Linked DNA regions of Capra hircus: region 1 is linked to region 2. Evidence: chromatin contacts called from public Hi-C data. All regions are on one chromosome and are shown on one strand. The core of a region is the stretch at or near the end of the contact, and the rest is flanking DNA. Distances in the headings are between cores, read along the strand shown. Region 1 overlaps ADARB1 (double-stranded RNA-specific editase 1). Region 2 overlaps ITGB2 (integrin subunit beta 2).

What was found. A called contact is a pair of places that touch in the nucleus more often than the background predicts.
Region 1: a contact with region 2 is called in a Hi-C map of blood, with 7 times the contacts expected there. The contact joins two enhancer-like sites. A contact is called at or near these places in 2 of 5 Hi-C or Micro-C datasets (blood and liver).

What each region holds. Positions count from the first base shown.
Region 1 is chr1:144,917,385-144,924,065 of ARS1.2, forward strand. It overlaps ADARB1 (double-stranded RNA-specific editase 1), which reads left to right. Exons shown (of 10, transcript XM_018052170.1): 2 at 4,249-4,400. Among named protein-coding and RNA genes, the nearest start is that of ADARB1, 21 kb to the left of the region's middle. Within about 2 kb of position 4,312, at least 4 of the 5 cell types and tissues checked have an H3K27ac peak or open chromatin away from gene starts, as enhancers often do.
Region 2 is chr1:144,689,328-144,695,323 of ARS1.2, forward strand. It overlaps ITGB2 (integrin subunit beta 2), which reads right to left. Exons shown (of 16, transcript NM_001285538.1): 15 at 5,710-5,876; 16 at 5,349-5,523. The coding sequence ends at 5,461. Among named protein-coding and RNA genes, the nearest start is that of ITGB2, 33 kb to the right of the region's middle. Within about 2 kb of position 3,369, at least 1 of the 5 cell types and tissues checked has an H3K27ac peak or open chromatin away from gene starts, as enhancers often do.

The DNA.
Region 1 (6,681 bases), core at 3,062-5,561, 230 kb after region 2:
GCTGACCCCCTTTGGTGGAAGATCACAGGACTAGTTAAGCACTTGAAGCGGTGGTGGCACCAGTGATGCGGAAGTACCCCTGAGTGTCAGCATCCCTCTGCTGACCGTTTTCTGTCCCCTGCCTTGAGCCTGTGAAGCCTTATGTCTCAGATAGTTGGCATCTCTAGTATCAGGGAATCTGGTTTGTGTAACTGCATACTTATGAACGGTGCTACACACCCGCAAGGTGGAATGTAGGGGCAGAGTGAGTGAGTGAAAGTCGCTCAGCCGTGTCCGACTCTTTGCGACCCCATGCAGTCCATGGAATTCTCCAGGCCAGAACACTGGAGTGGGTAGCCTTTCCCTTCTCCAGGTCTTCCCAACCCAGGGATTGAACCCAGGTCCCCCACACTGCAGGCGGATTCTTTACCAGCTGAGCCACAATGGAGGCCCAGGAATACTGGAGTGGGTATCTGCTTTGTGTCTCTGCACACTTACGAATGGTGCTACGCATCTGCAAGGTAGAATGTGAGATACTTATTTGGGGGCAGAGTGAAGGCTTGATTTCCACAGTCTAGTAAAATTGTAACGATAAATACCACTTTTCAAGGAAATTCGAGAGCTTCATTCAGTCAGCAAGGTTTCCAAGGGCACAGCAGTCCATCGGGTGCCGAGCGATGCGTTCGTGTAACAGGACTGGTTCTGTGTTTGCAGTTAGTGCCCACGAGCTCAGCCCCACCTGACCCTGTTTCACCAGCATTGCTGTGGCATCTGAGCTCCTTTGGTCAGCAGAACGGTGAAGCCCTGCAGAAACCCTTGCAGCCTGACTAATGAGTGGTCTCGCTGCTGTCAGAGGGGGGTGTCCTGAGCCAGGTGCAGCCACCAGGAGAGGGCTCCGGGAGGCGGTGGCGGTGGTGCCTGGGTGTGTCCGGGACTGGAGACCATGGAGCCTCCAGCTGACAGGGCTCCTCCATGTCCCACCCCCTCCACCCCTTCCAGAGTTTTAGGGTGCCCAGGCCCTGCCCTTCTCCTGTGGCGTGCTGGGTGTATCGAGCCAGGCAGGGTCCTGGCTCCTGACCCTGCGCCATCAGCTGGCCTCCTCTCCCTGCAGCCTGGCTCCCTGCCTGCCTCTCCCTTCTCCCACAGGGTCTCTCTTCTTCTCTTTTGCAAGAAATAGGAAACCTCCCTGATGGTTCCGATAGTAAAGAATCTGCCTACAATGTAGGAAACCCAGGTTTGGATCCCAGGAAGAACCCCTGGAGAAGGGAATGGCAGCCCACTCCAGTATTCCTGCCTGGAGAATCCTGTGGACAGAGGAGCCTGGCAGACTGCAGTCCATGGGGTCACAAAGAGTCAGCCACAACCGAGCGACTAACGCTTGCACTTTGACTGGCAGGAGCGCTCCAGCTGCCTCTCCCGGCCTTGCCTGAGGTCTTGCCGCCCTTTACACCCAGGCTCCTCGGCTCTCTTTGCTGCTGCAGGCAGTGCCGCTGTCACTGGCCTCGTCTGGTTCACAGTGTGGCAGGTGCAGCTGGCCCTGGCCCAGCTAGGGTGTGAATGGGTCACCTTTCCGTCAGCAGCAGTTCTACAGCACCGCGCGACCCGAGGACACGGGACCTGGGGACTCGGGGCACCGTGCTTGGCCGTGTCGTTCCCGGGCCGTTCCTGGGTCAGCTGTGCTGGGCCCCGTCGTTACCGACAGTGCTCCCTAACACCGTGGGCACTGACAGTGCTCCCTAACACCGTGGGCACCATGGCGGGTTTGTCTTCTGTGCCCTGTGATTTTCTCCTACATCTGTGTTGTAAGCTGTGTGACTCCTACAGAGGCGTGAGGGTCAGGAGAGCGGTTCTGACGACACGTCCGTCCTCTGCCCTTCCCAGGGTAAAAGCAGACGTGTCTCAGTCTCCCTCGAGCTCCTCCTTGACCACAGCCTCTCCCCATGCAGACAAGGCCGCTGTTCTGGGTTTCAGAACAGCACTGTGCTTGCCGTTCTCTCTACATCAGCACAGAAGCCTGTGTCCCTTGGAATCCATCTCAACTGTGCCTGCTACTGAGCTGCCAGTAGTGGGGTCATGAGATGTCCTCCTATGGCCCTCTAGGTTTGTTAGCGCAGAGGATTACATCGATAGGTTTCCATGCATGCAGTCATTCTCATGTTCCAGCACAAATCCAGCTAGATCATGCAGGATTAGTCAGGACTACATTCGCTGACGTTTTGTCGAGGGTGTTTACGTCTGTCCCTGGGAGCAGTTTGGCTGACACTTCCTCCTTCCTCCTTGCACTTGGCAGATGTGTTCTGCTGAGTGTTGGGCGAACTTCCTTGGGGAGCCATCCAGGCATGGACTGTTGTCCGTACAGTGATTTTTTTTCTCTCTTGATTCTACTTTAATGTTGGTAGTCTAGTCGAATTTTCCATTTCTTCCTGAGTCAGCTTTGATGAGTTGCATTTTGCTTGGAATTTGCTCATTTTACCTAAGTTTACAAGATTTTTGGAGTAGCTCCATTCTGGGGGGTCTCTTGCTACTTAACTTAAACACCCAAGGCTCAGCTTCAGAGAACAGCCACGATGTTCTGCTTGTGTCTTCCTGGGTCAGGGATTTGCGGGGCGTGTGTGGATGGCCTGTCTGTGCTCCGCAGTGATGGGGACCTCAGCTGGGCTCGCCCAAATATCTGGAGGTTGGCCATGTGTCTGGGGCCATCGTTTAGGCTGATGCCTGGGTTCATTGGTTCTTAGTGTCCTGCCCAAGGAGGCTTCATGAGTGACATGGGCTGGCACCTCCTGCAGCTGGGTGATGATGGGTGGGCAACGCTGGGTACAGCTCTGGGCACTCGACTCAGAACCTCTGTGCTGGACAAGACGGCTGTGTGCCTGTAATCCCAGGCCTGTGGGGCTCTGCAGTGAGTGCCCGTCACAGCGGTGATGCTGCCAGAGGAGATGGGGATGCCGTGTGCCCTCTGGCACACGTTCTGGGGGCATCTGAGCCCGTCACAGTGGAGAGGTGTGGCGGAGCCTGAGGACCTGCAGCTGTGGCTGTGCAGAGGGAGGGTCCCGGGGGCTGGGGATGGGAGTCTGCACAGCTTGGCCGCCCCGTGGTCAGATGCACCGTCCGCCTCGGTCTTGGCACTGCCCCTCCGAGACCCGCCGTTCTCCCCGCAGACATGGGCCGGTAGGTCTGCACTGGAGAAGCAGCTATCCTTTGGATATCAGTTTGTTTTTCAGAAAGAAAATACGGGCGCTCCATTGTCAGGTCTCATAGGTATATCAGCAAGTTCCATCATCCCACTGGTCGGGAGGAAGTGATCTGGAGAGTTGTTTCCCAGGCTCCGCTCCAGACACAGGGCTGGCTGTCAGCGCTGACCCAGGTGGGAAGGGGTAGGGGTATGCTGAGCCTGTAACTCCGGGTCTGTCTGGACTCACACGCGTGTACACAGGCCTGCGCAGGTGGCGTCTGCTCTCTCGGAAGATGGGTCCGGACAGGACTCTGCCCGAGGCCTCATTCCTTGGCGTGTGGGTTGGTGCTTGTTTGCGCTGGCCTGTTGGCGAGTAGAGAGCTGATGGTGTGTGTCTTGTGTGCCCCTGCCTGTTGTGGCAGGGGGTGAAGGTGGGAGTTATCATGGGGTATCTGCTTTAAAAACCAAGAACACATTAGAAGTAAGTGAAACATATCTAGGAGTTGTTCAGTCACTCAGTCGTGTCTGACTCTTTGTGATCCCATGGACTGTAGCCCGCCAGGCTCCCCTGTTCGTGGGATTCTCCAGGCAAGAATACTGGAGTGGGTTGCCATTTTCTTCTCCAGGGGTTCTTCCTGACCCAAGGATTGAACCTGCGTCTCCTGCATTGGAAGGCAGATTCTTTACCACTGAGCCACCAGGGAAGGCTCCATATTCAAGAGAGGGCTGGTTATTTTGGGGGCTGTGCTGTGTAGCCTGCAGATCAGTTCCCTGGGAGAGGACTTTTCATGAGCAGCATGTATGGAGTTGGCTTCCCTGGTGGCTCAGAGGTTAAAGCGTCTGCCTGCAATGCAGGAGACTCAGGTTTGATCCTTGGGTGGGGAAGATCCCCTAGAGGAGGAAATGTGCAACCCACTCCAGTATTCTCGCATGGGAAACCCCATGGATGGAGGAGCCTGGTGGGCTATAGTCCACAGGGTCGCAAAGAGTCGGACACAACTGAGCGACTTCATTTTTTCACTTTGACTTCTGCAGTGGTGGAAAGGCTTTATTGTTGGGTTAAAGTTAACATGAAGCACGGGAACCGTCTGTTACAGGGGGAAGGCTTTCCGGTCGGCATGGAGAGCTGGACAAGGGCCTGAAGGAAGCTCGCCGAGCGGGCGCCACGCTCGGATCATCTCAGCTCCACCCGCTCCACAGGGCCCAGGCGGCACAGGAACACGTGGAATTCACAGTAAGAGTGGAACCTGTAAACCTCTGCTAACTTTTGACTCATAAAAAATGCCTCTGGCCCCACGTAAACTCATTAGTTAAGCCTTTTGGCTGGCTGTTTAAAATGCATTTTGTTAGCAGCTTCCTACAGACCGTCTGTTTCTGTCCCCACAGCCTCTCAGCTGGTGCTCTGCTGCCCCCCAGTGGCCGCCGCGGGTGGCCAAGGGCTGGGCACTGCCGGGGACTTGCTGTAAAGCCCTTACCGCAGATTACTTTCTTTGAGGTAATTAAAAGAACGTTTCTTCGGTACTCATTGTTGGTGACTATTACATGATTCAGCGTCTGCTTCTGAGGGAAGCTGAGACCACCCAGTCAAAATCCCGGTAGTTAGTATGACGTAAGGTTAGTTTGTGGCCTGCAGAGTGACTGAGTCAGGAAGGTCAAGCACTGAACTTTTACGGAGGTTTTTTTCTTGGGGAAGAAGTATTATAGGAAGTGGCTGCCAGAAGCTGCTGGGTGCAGAAAGAGGGCGTTCTGCGTTTGTCCACTCCCTCGCTGGGGGCTGAGGCGTGTCAGCCAGGACACAGCCCCCCGGCCGTGGCGGGCGTGGAGCCATCCATGGGGTTGGTTAGGGCCGGGAGATGTGCCATGCCTGACCACAGGGCCCGGGAATTGTACCTGGAGGGCCCCACCTGTCGTTTCTGTGTTTGTGGACATCGGGAACATCAGGTCCCTGGTTTCCAAGGAAACCTTTAAAAGAGGTTTTGTCTAATCTTCAACTGGTGCTTTCTGGTTTTTTTTTTTTTCTTTTCTACATAGCCAGCAAGTGTATGGAGAGGGCAAAACCATGCTTACTTTTACCGCTGCTTGTGCCAGTAGGATGGAGTTGTGTTTTTAACCACAACTCATCTTTTAGCTCAATTAGTGATCTTAAATCAGTTTCTCTGTAGCCGGAGTTGGTTGGGAGATGGTACAAAGCCCAGAGTGAGACCGTGCTTTAGCACTGCAAGTGAGCTGGGGTTTATGGCCACCTACATCCAGGGTGCCGTGTGGGCTTCCCTGGTGGCTCAGACGGTAAAGCGGCTGCCTGCAATGCAGGAGCCCTGGGTTCGATTCCTGGGTCGGGAAGATCCCCTCCTGGAGAAGGAAATGGCAATCTACTGCAGCACTCTTGCCTGGACAATCCCATGGATGGAGAGCCTGATAGGCTACAGTCCATGGGGTCGCAAAGAGTCGGACATGACTGAGCGACCTCACTTCCACTTTCACATCCAGGGTGCTGTAGATGTAGCATTCTTGTTGTTTAGTTGCCCAGTCGTGTCTGACTCTTTATGACCCCATGGACTGTGGGTCACCAGGGTCCTCTGTCCATGAGACTTCCCAGTCAAGAATACTGGAGTGGGTTGCTATTTCCTTCTCTAGGGGATCTTCCTGACCTAGGGATTGAACCTGTATCTCCTGCATTGGCAGGTGGATTCTTTCCCACTGTGCTGTCAGGGAAGCCCCCAAAACATTGCCCTCTTAGGCCCATCTGGGATTCAAACCCAAGATCTCCTGTTTACTAGACAGGTGCTTTCAGAGCTAAGCCACAGAACCAATTATAGTGGGATGTAAACTATCGTTTTAATTATGCTGTTGAAGTGAACTAGAAAGTGTTTTTAATGTGACGTAAGCATGCAGTGAAGAAGCGAATTGTTTTCAATCCTGTGCACAAGCCAGCTGTCCCTGAAGGCACAGGAACAAAAGCAAGGGCAGGAGGTGGCATCTGAAGCAGAACGGAGGGCGGAATGGTCAGACACCCAGTGTCAGGAATCAGGTCTTCTGCTGAGTCTGTGCTGACAGGTGGTACCTGCAGAGTAAACACTTCACATTTGTTTCATAAAATGAGAGCTAATTCTAGCAACCGTAATCCCGTGTATTAATCTTTTTTTCACAGTGATTTGAAAAAGAAAAAAGCACGCAAGCTTCTGGCTGGATAAAGTATCTCTTGGCTGACGCACTCCTGATCAGTAGCCTCATTTGCCGTCTGGCGGGAGCGCTGCAGGCAGCCTGTATTTTTAGCTCCAGGCCGGTCCCTGCTTCCACCTCTCTTGCTCCTTAAACAGGCTGAAGTTGCTTCCTGTGTTTCGTAGGTGAGAATACCTTCTGAGGCTGGGGCCTCTTGAGGTTGTGCTGTGGAGCCCTCTGCAGAGTTTAAGGGCCCGTGCGTGCTGTGCAGGCCAGGTTGCTTCAGTCCTGTCTGATTCTTTGCGGCCCTATACGGACTGTAGCCCAGCAGGCTCATCTGTCCATGGGATTCTCCAGGCAAGAATACTGGA
Region 2 (5,996 bases), core at 2,119-4,618:
GACTCTTTGTGATCCCATGGACTGTAGTCCACCAGGCTCCTCTGTCCATAGGATTTTCCGGGTGAGAATACTGGAGTGGGTTGCCATTTCCTTCTCCAGGAGATCTTCCTGACTCAGGGATTGAACCCGGGTCTCCAGCATCGTAGGCAGACACTTTATCGTCTGAGCCACCAGGGAAGATAAAAATGTCTTAAAACTCAGAATGGCACCAGGCCCCTCACCCACAGATGCATTTTGGGATAATCTTGACACCAAATGGTTTATCCTGGGCCATAAAACGATTAACTTGAATCTTGTAGAAGGACAGATTACCATACAAATAGTTTCATTTACATAGATTAGGGGAACAATATCAGTATAACATACTGGTTTGTCAAGCAGGTTCTGAGCCATTAGGCGGAAATGACTTGAAGACAGAGTTAGGAGTAAATGCATAGAACATTAACATAGCTTAATATAAACATTTCCATAAGAAAAATGCATTGGTTATCTCAAGGTTTGAGAATAGTTAACTTCAAGTGATCAGTTAACTCCAAAATCACTGCAGATGGTGACTGCAGCCATGAAATTAAAAGACACTTACTCCTTGGAAGAAAAGTTATGACCAATCTAGATAGCATACTGAAAAGTAGAGACATTACTTGGCCAACAAAGGTCCGTCTAGTCAAGGCTATGGTTTTTCCAGTAGTCATGTGTGGATGTGAGAGTTGGACTATGAAGAAAGCTGAGCACCGAATAATTGATGTTTTTGAACTGTGGTGTTGGAGAAGACTCTTGAGAGTCCCGTGGACTGCAAGGAGATCCAACCAGTCCATTCTGAAGGAGATCAGCCCTGGGATTTCTTTGGAAGGAATGATGCTAAAGCTGAAACTCCAGTACTTTGGCCACCTCATGCAAAGAGTTGACTCATTGGAAAAGACTCTGATGCTGGGAGGGATTGGGGGCAGGAGGAGAAGGGGACGACCGAGGATGAGATGGCTGGATGGCATCACTGACTCGGGACGTGAGTCTGAGTGAACTCCGGGAGATGGTGATGGACAGGGAGGCCTGGCGTGCTGCGATTCACGGGGTCACAAAGAGTCGGATATGACTGAGTAACTGAACTGAACTCCAAGTGAAACCAGGTGTCATTATGGCAACACAGTATTTTAAGAGAAACCTCCTTTTAAATTTGTATAGAGAAGAAAAAAATATTGCTGGTTTGTTTCCTCCTGCCGCTTAAAAGAGATAAAAATGTCTGACACTTGCAGGCTATTTCCTCCCGTTGGAGACCCTTGGCCTTCCTGCCTGTTACCCTCTCACATTCGGGGAGTTGCCTGTATAAGCGAGGTAGGATTGTGACTCTATCTGAGTCTCTAACCCTATGTTTAAAGCAGAGGGTGAAGGAGAACACTACAGGATCTGGAGGGTGAGGCTCCAGCTGTTTTTTTCTGGTGCACAGGCTTGTGCTGCCAGAAGGAGGAGGTTTAGCTGGAGGTTTGGGGACCAAGGGGTCAGGGCGTGCAGAGAGGACTGCACCTTGTTGGGAGACAGGGAATAAGATCACGACTGCCTGTCTGTGTAGATGCCAATGAGCAGCACGGTCAGGTGGACCCCACCCAGGGGCAGCACCAAGGGGGCCCCAGAGGAAGGAGCCACTTGGGGGAGATGCCAGACGTCCTTGGACTTGCCTGTCTGACCCTGGGGGATGGGGTGGGGGCGTCTGCAGGGCCTCGGGCCCTCTCAGTATGCAGACCAGGTGTGAGGAGGGCCTCACCTGCCAGAGTGGCAGGGAGGGTAAGGTCAAGACCAGGCACAGGCAGAGCCACCCACATAAACCAGGTTGGGAGCCTGGATGACCTGCAGCCCAGCGTTGTCTGGAAGAGAGTCCGGTGCCAGGAGCCACCACGGGAGATCCCACCCATGACAAGGTCATGTGGAAGAGAACTGTTAAGCAAGGCTTCAGAACTCAACAGGTTCCCTAGGCTTTCTCGAGCATCTACCCCAAAACCAAAATCTGTCTGTTTTACTATTTCATGACTTTCACCAACTCCTCTGACATTAACAGGGGGCTAACTCTGACCACCTTTCTCTGGAAAAAACTAACTATAGCTAATAAGTCTCCTGGACATGAGAAGAATATTTCCAATCAAAACCCCTCTGTTAGCATTTTAGCTTGCTTGGCAGATATATCCAGACTCTTGCAGCTACACATGTGATTATTTACAGCCTCCCAACTGTGAGAGGCACGGAAAGCCTAAAACATAGAGCCTTTCAAAGAGTTAAAAGTTATTAGAGTAGTGCTAATGTAGGATTTCATTATTGGGCCATTGCTTGTTGCTAAGTTCCCATATCTCTTATCCACTGTGCACCTGGGAGTGCATTAGTTAACATAGTTGGAAAGTAAGAAAAACAAGTGTAGCCTTGAAATTAACCACATCAGACTTTTGAGCTAATTGGTTCTTTCTTGTAACTCACTGCACCTTTGCTTCCTGAGAATGTAACTCTGTTTAATACTTTTTGAGGCTGACATAGATTAGAAATATAAGAAAAAACATTTCAAGGGAAAATAAATTTTTTGGTTAAACAGCCTTTATCAAAAGAGGGTCATAAAATGTTCACAGGCCTCCAAGGCCAGAAGATAATGTACACAACATTGTTTATGGGAAAGGTTTGCAGAAAAAATCCTGGTCTTGATAAAGACAAAACAGATGTAATGTTTGGGCTGACTCTGTATGACTTTGCATCTTTCATTTCCCTCTATGTACAAGTAAAGGTATAAAAGACCCTTTTGAAAGTAAAAACAATGGGCCTCTCTTGAAGAAGCTTGGTCACCCCGTGTTTTTCTTCTTTCTCTTTTTTTCTCTCTTACTTTCTATTTCAGGCTGATCCCTTGGAGCATAGAGGCTCCCTGCGTTCACTTATCTGCCTGGGTTTCTAAGACCTGAAAGGGAAGATGTTCTGCGTCTTCACTCCCTCTGGAGACCGGGAAGGCACCTGTGGCCTCTATTTCTCTCCTCTATTTTCTTATCTACAATATGCTTTCCTTCTCTCTCTCTGAATCATCCGCTGACGCCGTTTTTCCTTCAGGTTCCCCTGGATCCTGGCGGGGCTGGACCCCGGCACATGTTGTTCAATTGGGTTTTAACATTTTGGAAAACCACAGCCCGGTTCTCCTGGGCGCAGAAGGATGCTGCACCACGAAGGTGGTAGATGGTTGACCTTGGGCTGCTCTGTATCAAGCCCACGTACTTATGAACAGGGCAGGAGGGAGAGAAGGGCGCTGCAGAGAAGGCTTCTGAGGCGGGAGCGCGCCTGGGCCTTGGGCCACGTTCTGTGATTGGCGGCCGGATGGCGAGGCGGCAGAGGCCCTAGGTTGGGGGGAGCTCCCCCTGCAGGAGAACAGGCGGCAGTGCAGGTTACTAGCGGCAGAAGCCTAGTGGGCGAGGTTTGCGTGTGTACTCAGTCGCGTGCAACTCTGTGCAACTTCATGGGCTGTAGCCCGCCAGTTTCCTCCATCCAAGGGATTCTCCAGGCGAGAATACTGGAGTGGGTTGCCGTTTCCTCCTGCAGGGGATCTTCCGGACGCAGGGATCGAATCCGCGTCTATTGAGGCGCCTGTACAGGCAACCTCCCTCTAGTGCCACCTGGTGGGCGACGTGGGTTCTTTAAATCTTGCTCATTAGAAAAGATCCTGACGCTGGGAAAGATTGAAGGCAGGAGAGGGGGACGACAGAGGACGAGACGGTTGGATGGCATCACCGACTCAACGGACAGTGAGTTTAAGCAAGCTCTGAGAGATGGTGAAGGACAGGAAAGACTGGCGTGCTGTAGACCATGGGGTTGCGAAGAGTTGACCGAGTGAGTGACTGAACTCAGTTCTGGACCGTGTGCCCTTCCGTCTCAGCGTGCATCCTTTATCGTTTCATACCGGCAGGGAGGCCACCCTGCGTGTACCTCCGTGAAGGCAGTGAGCGTCTCTCCTTTGCCCAATCTTCTCTGCAGTGACTGGCAAAGACAGAACTTCATAAGTGCTGTTTGAATGAACTGATGTTCTTTTTAACAAAGCATTATGCTGGGGTTTTAATAAAGAATTACATATTTTAGGGAAAAATAAGGGCAAATATCATCTGAAACTATGTCTATGCATTTGAATATATATTCCCAAACACGCACTCCATACTCAACATCTGTCTGCCTCTCAGATCTGTGTAACATGAAGAGAGCCAGCATCGGCCGGGTTACAGAGGATGCATTTTTTGGTTGTTTTTCTTTTTCATTTTTGGCTGTGCTGGGTCGTTGTTGCGGCCCAAGGGCTTTCTCTGGTTGCGCTGAGCAGGGGCTGCTCTCTGTCTGCAGTGAGCCTGCTTCTCTTGTTGCAGAGCAAAGGCTCTAGGGTGTCTAGGCTTCGGTAGTTTCGGTGCATGGGCTCAGCTGCCCTTTGGCATGTGGGATCCTCCTGGAGCAGGGAAGGAATCCATGTCCCCTGCACTGGCAGGCGGACTCCCAACTCTATGACGAGGGAAGTCCCAGAAAATATTAGCTTACGGGAGTACGGCCCTTTCCTTGGGGATCCAAGGACTGCCCCATCCTCACGGCTCTCACTGGCCACACCTGGACCTTGACCCATACCAAGCATACTGAGACTGGCAGATACACACAGGTCTTGGTGATCACGGCGGGACCTTCCCCCTGCTGTCATCACACGTCGGGTCAACGTGACCTCCAGGTCACTCTAGAAAACAGCCCACAAGAAACACACTCAAACTCTGTCCCATCATTAGCCGAGAGCAGGCGCAGACAGCAGAGAGGGGGACAGGTGCCCACTATCCCATCTTGCCTTGGCCCCACTCAGGCTCCACAATGGGACCCCCTTGTGGGGGGGTGCTGCTCCTTCTCAAAGCTGCTTATGAGGGGGACCCAGGTAGGGACAGAGAGAGGCTTGCATGAGCAACAGGTGAGGAAGGAGAAAAAGAAACCCCATGCCCTGGCCCAGAGGCCACGCGGACCCTCAGAGTGCAGTGGCGGAGGATCAGAGCCTGGCTCCCATGAAAGACTCCGCACAGGAAGATTTTATTGATTTTTTTTTTTTATTGATTGGGGGCATAACCAAGGGGATGTAACTTCATACCCTGAGAAGTTCACACATAAATAATTCTTCATCAGACTGCTGTGCTAATTTTTACAAAGGACCTGTGTGTAACCATACAAAATGTAGGCAATTCCTTCTCTGATTTGCTATCAAAAGTCATTCACATTAGAAGGGGGAAGCTGACCCTTACCCTGAGCCCATAGGATAATCTGGCCACGCCCACCATGCTGCGCAGGAAAAGCAGTGCATTTTGGTTAACAGTGAACTTGTTAAGCATCATCAGCCGCGCCCACCAAGCAGCACGGTCACGGTCAGCCTGCTGGAGGGGATGAGGAGAGGGCGTGCTCCCGTCTGGGTGGTGCAGAAGGCCTTGTCTTCACCAGGCACCCCTAACTCTCGGCAAACTTAGGGTTCATGACTGTCGTGGTGGCACTCTTGAAAAGAGGGTTATCCTGGTGAGAAAAGCAAACATGGCTTGTCAGCACAGGGAGGAAGGCGCTGGGCTCTGGGCCACAACAGTGTCCACTGAGGGTGGACGAGGTTCAGGGGTGGGAGTGGGGCAGGCGCACACTCCCGTGGGGACGCCTTGGCTTGGAGGGTAGGAGGTGGGCCTTCGCAGGGACCCCGAGGCCACTCACGTTGTTCCACTGGGACTTGAGCTTCTCCTTCTCGAAGCGATGGTACTCCCTGAGGTCGCTCAGGTGTGTCAGGGCCTTCCAGATGACCAGCAGGAGGATGCCGACGAGCACAACTCCCCCCACGGTGCCCCCCACGATGGCAGCGATGTTGGGGCCCTTCACACACTCTAAGGCACAAATGGGGCGTCAAGCCTGCCCCGGCTCCCAGGCCCCAGGTTTCGGCCCCGTCCCCGCACTGCGTCAAGGTCCCACTGCCAGATCTCTGTGGCAGGTAGTGAGCAAACCAG